Linked DNA regions of Zea mays: region 2 is linked to region 1. Evidence: chromatin contacts called from public Hi-C data. All regions are on one chromosome and are shown on one strand. The core of a region is the stretch at or near the end of the contact, and the rest is flanking DNA. Distances in the headings are between cores, read along the strand shown.

What was found. A called contact is a pair of places that touch in the nucleus more often than the background predicts.
Region 2: a Hi-C map of ear shows a contact between it and region 1, with 2.9 times the contacts expected there. The contact joins the promoter of LOC112163627 here to the promoter of LOC542452 in region 1. A contact is called at or near these places in 3 of 25 Hi-C or Micro-C datasets (ear, leaf and tassel).

Annotation. Positions count from the first base shown.
Region 1 is chr8:150,950,686-150,953,385 of Zm-B73-REFERENCE-NAM-5.0, forward strand. It overlaps LOC542452 (potassium channel 5), which reads right to left and starts at 1,439. Exons shown (of 11, transcript NM_001112010.1): 1 at 1,246-1,439; 2 at 1-232. The coding sequence starts at 1,439.
Region 2 is chr8:151,119,187-151,121,886 of Zm-B73-REFERENCE-NAM-5.0, forward strand. LOC112163627 reads left to right here and starts at 1,432. Exons shown (of 1, transcript NM_001361379.1): 1 at 1,432-2,700. The coding sequence starts at 1,457.

The DNA of each region.
Region 1 (2,700 bases), core at 189-2,688:
CCAACTGGTAGTATACCTCCAAGCTATTCTTTTTGGATCATCTTCAAGCAAGTATGTCATTCTATCCAAGTAAGCTACAAAGAAGGTCAGGATGATGTCCACTGCGAAGAACGCATTCACGACATTGTCCACTGCAGCTAGGGCGCCCGTTGGTTTCTGAATGAAGCCAAACTCAAATGGGGAAACCCATGCAGAGTATACCACAAGGATTATGAGAAAAGTCTCCCAGCATCTGCATAGAATTAATAACCATCAGAACCATTTTTTCGTGTTGTAACTAAAAATATCATTTTTTTAGTTTTTACCAGCAAAATCGTCCTGCTCATGCAAGGGTGAAGCAATAATATCCATGCAAAAATTAGTTTTGGTTGCAAGTAAATTATGAAATTATGGGAAAAAAACAAACGCAGCCCTCACTGATTTAGAAAAACAAAGTAATAAACTAAAAAGCACCCCAAAAAATTGACAGTGGTAAGAAAAACGGGCAAAACAAAAGCTACCCTGGAAAACGCAGTCGCAGACATATACCACCCACCGTAACTAACAATTCAGTAAATTATAAAACGATTCAGAAAAGGTTTTCCACCAGAATTCCGGAAATGAGCACTTTGCACAACTAATAGTTGCAGAAAGAAGCGCAGGACGGTAAATCGAGAAATGCAGATACGTCACCATCGATATCATGAACGAGTAAACAAAATCAAAGCAGAAGTGCGACCACTAAAAAAGGCAAAACATAAACATACCAATTATTGCAGTAAAAAGGGAAAATAATTATTCAGTCCAGGTCAAACCAAGAAAGCAGTAATAAAAATCTATAAAGATCAATTATATCTGTTTACAATCGAAGAGAATTGACGATAAAAAGAAAGGAAGCAAAGAAGACAGTGCACAGATATCAATAACTTTGAGCGACAAAAAATAATTCAGAAGCGACCATTCTAATTCATGGAAACATATTTGGAATTCAACAGTTAGTGAATCACATACGAAGAGAAAGCTCGGCCGCTATCTTCAACAACTACCAGAATTACAATACAACCAACTCATCGCCGACCATCACCAAAATTAAAGCAGGCAGAGCAAGCCACCGGTGAGGCAAAAGCATCAGGCCAGCAATGCAACAACAAGGAGCCACCTTCCAATCCAGCCCGCAGAGATCGACGGTAGGCAGGACGACACAGGCAAGCAGAACCGAACGGGAGCTAATAACGAGGAGGACGCCGCGAAAAGAAAAGAAAAAACCTGTATCGGCGGTCGTAGGGCGACACGATGAAGGGCCTGAGCTTGACGCGGCGGTTGCTCCGCGCGCCGAGCGACGGCAGGATGCCGCTGGAGATGCTGTAGTGGCTGCCGTCCCACGACAGCTCACTCTCTAGCGCCGCTCTGCCGCCCCACGGCCCGCACGACGCCACCCTGGAGGGTGCGCACCCTGCCATTGCTCCCCCACCGCCTTGCCGCCGCCCAGCGGCTACGCGGTAAACCTCCCCGGGGTTTACCGGGAGAGGGATGGGTGGGTAGGAGCGCCGCGCGCCCCGAATCTGGCAGCCCGTGCGTAATTAGCTAAGGATCGGGTTGTCTAGTCGGTCTCCCCCTCGTGGTGCTATCTATTTTCAGCTTTTGGGCGGCAGCGCGCGCGGCTGGGCGATGGCAGGCCGCAGAACGCGGCCGAGGGAGGAGAGCTGGAGCCTGGAGCGGACAACGGAGTTGGTGCGGGAGCAAGCGCGCGCTCGGCGCCATTTTATGGGAGCACTCAGCAGGATGACACCGGGTGGCTTTCTGGGAAACGGGATTTGGCTTTTCCCGGCTGCGCGCGGCGCGCCCCTGGCCCCGCTCGGGCGCGAACGCGTGAGGGGTGCGGCCGTGCGGGTGCATTGGGCTGCATCTGCCTGACTGCCTCCGACTCTCCGTGACACGGGCAGGGGGGGGGGGGGGGGGGGGGGGGGGGGAGTGTTCCCTGTAGTTGTAACCAGGTGACATCATCCAACCAGCTGTCACTAGAAATTGCTTCGGTGTTTACTTTTTTTCTCGTTCGACTCTCATCTAAACACTATAAAAAATATGACCGTCATCTTTCACCCCTTCTTGTACGTCTAACCAAACAAAGCCTCCGATCCAACCTGTTAAGAGAAACAGAACGGCCTCAGCCAACCCAGCGTGTGTACCCCGTGTGTAGGGCTAGATATCGGTCGAGTTTGAGTTGACCCATTAAGCTAATGGGTTGACTTAGTTCGGCTTGTTAAGATAACAAGCCACAAAACTAGCTTGGCTTAGCTTATTTACGAGCTCGAGTTGGCTCGTTAAGCTCGCGAGTCACCACAGAGAAAAAGTATATATATCACCAAGGCAGATCTATTCATCATCTGGACCACCCTGGTGTGCCACCCGGCCAACGCGCGCCCCCTCATGGCTCTGCCCACCACGCCTGCCCAACCAGCCGATCAAGTCGTCCCGCCCGTCCAGCCAAGCCATCTCGCCTAAAATAACTTAATGTAGCCTAAAATAACTTAAACGTTACCTAGTCTTTAGAATGACTTAAAGTTACATAGAATGACTTAAATGTTGTTTGTACGTTGGAATGACTGAACCAATAACATAAAAAATGTCCGAGCAAACCCAGAAAGATGGCTAAAACAATAATAACTAAATGTTTTATAAAAAAGAATTAATATTTATGTTACGTAGACTTTAGAACGAGTT
Region 2 (2,700 bases), core at 182-2,681, 170 kb after region 1:
GTTCCGACCGTTGGAGCTCTGACTTGTGGGCCCGTCTGGCTGTCCGGTGGCGCACCGGACAAGTCCTATAGACTATCCGGTGTGCCACGCGCGCGTGCCCTGCTCCTCTGCGCGCGCAGACACGCATTTAACGCGTTGCAGTCGACCGTTGGCGCGAAGTAGTCGTTGCTCCGCTGGCTCACCGGACAGTCCGGTGTGCACCGGACATGTCCGGTGAATTTTAGCGGAGCAGAAATCCGAAGCTGGCGAGTTCAGAGTCGCTCTCCTCTGGGGCACCGGACACTGTCCGGTGGTACACCGGACAGTCCGGTGAATTATAGCGAAGCGCCTCTGAGAATTTCCGAAGGTGCGAAGTTTAGCTTGGAGTCCCCTGGTGCACCGGACAGTCGGACACTGTCCGGTGGTGCACCAGACACTGTCTGGTGGCACACCGGACAGTCCGGTGCGCTAGACCAGGGTGCCTTCGGTTATCCCTTGCTCTTTTTGTTGAACCCTTTTCTTGGTCTTTTTATTGGCTTTTTGTGAACCTTTGGCACCTATATAACTTATAGACTAGAACAAACTAGTTAGTCCAATTATTTGTGTTGGCCAATTCAACCACCAAAATCAATTAGGAAAATAGGTGTAAGCCTAATTCCCTTTCAATCACTCTATTAGAGAATCAGCTCTCTGAACTAGAGAATCATGAAGCAGAACTCTACCAAACGAGCCCTTAGAGTTTTAGCGATAGATTGTAAACTAAAATTCTCTTAAGGTTGAAAGGGATTATAGAAAAAAATAATTTATTTTTCTCTAAATCTCCTTAAGTTAATCATGAAGAGAGTTTGAGTTTCTAGCTTTTAAGTGTGACAATATTTCAACTAAGGACAATTTATTTTATGATTCGAGCGATGTAGGTTTTCAACTAAGTTTTTAAGAATCCAGTTTTTTATCTCTAGTTTTTAGAAACTGGTTTATGGTGTTTGAACCACCTCAACTTTTCATAAAGTGGTTTTAGCTAGTGGAGGCTAGCTTCTTGATTTTAAAAACTGAAAAATCCAGTTTCTATAAACTAGGATATAAACTAGTTTGTTTAGAACCAACTTAGTTTTTTTAAACCAGTTTCTTAAAAACTGGGTGTTTTCAAACAGGCCATACGGAATATAAACAGGGATACAAACTAGTATATTTGGAACCACCTTAGTAGATTCACCTCTAGTTTTTATAAACCACCTTAGAACTTGTTCGTTTTGCTCTCAATTTATATAGATTGAGTGGAATTGAGCGGGTTTTAATCACAAACAAATCAAAAAAATTTATTATTTTTTACAATCTTATTCAATACACATGGGCAAGGTCTTAGTCATTTAGAAGAGAATGGATTCTTTCCCTAGACAAGTCCAGCTAAAGAGCGAAATATTTCAACCTGCGCGAGTCGTACGGTCGTGCCCTTCCCCTGCACAGGCTGTCGTCCACAATGCCCGCGCCGCTGATACTACCCACAGTCGCGCGCGAGCTGGCAGAGCTCCTCGTCGCCCTCTCCGCCGCCCGCGCGCTCCCAAAAGGACAGCAGCTCCACGGCCATCTCCTCAAGGCTGGACACGTCCCCGCCACCGCCTCCTCCCACGCGCTGCTCGCGCACCACCTCCTTACGTTCTACGCGCGCTGCGCGCTCCCTGACCTCTCCCTCCGTGCCTTCCTTGACCTCCCCGCGCCGCCCCTTCCCGCTGCATGGTCTTCCCTCATCTCCTCCTTCGCTCAGAACGGCCTCGCCGCCGCTGCCTTCGACACGTTCCGCCGCATGCTCGCCGCGGGCGTCCCTGCCACCGACCGCTCCATCCCTTTGGCTGCAAAGGCCGTTGCCGCTGCCGAGACCTTGTCGCGCCCTCCGTTCTCCCCTCACGCGCTCCACGGCCTTGCTGCCAAGACTCCGTTCGCTGGCGACGTGTTTGTTGGCTCGGCGATTGTCGACATGTATGCCAAGTGCGGCCACCTTGCAGACGCCCGCCGGCTATTCGATGATATGCCAGAACGGAATGTTGTTTCTTGGTCTGCACTCATATGTGGGTATGCTGACGCGGGGATGCATCCTGCAGCGATGGGAATCTTCCGCTTGGCACTTGAGGAGGCTGTGCCTGTGAATGACTACACCGTTTCTTCCATCATCCGTGTATGTGCTGCAGCGACGCTCTTTGAGCTTGGAGCCCAGGTGCATGCCAGGGCTACAAAGACAGCGCTTGACGCGTCACCTTTTGTGAGCAGCTCACTTGTCTCGGTTTACTCGAAGTGTGGGCTTGTAGAGTGTGCTTACCGTGTGTTCAATGAAGCACCTGAGAAGAACCTTGGCATTTGGAATGCAGTGCTCATTGCATCTGCTCAGCATGGGCATACTGCTGCAGCATTTGAGCGATTTATGGAGATGCAGAAGGCTGGATTCCAGCCCAATCACATAACCTTCCTGTGCTTGCTCACTGCTTGTAGCTATGCTGGCCTTGTTGATGAGGGGAAGCGATATTTTTCTATCATGAAAGATTATGGCATTGAACCACAGGCTGAACATTATGCTTCGATGGTTGACCTACTTGGTCGTGTAGGACTTATAAAGGAAGCCCTTGATCTTATTGAGTCCATGCCTATGGAACCACCTGAGTCTGTTTGGGGTGCACTGCTCATGTCATGCCGCATATTTAAAGATGCTGACACTGCAGCAATTGCTGCAAA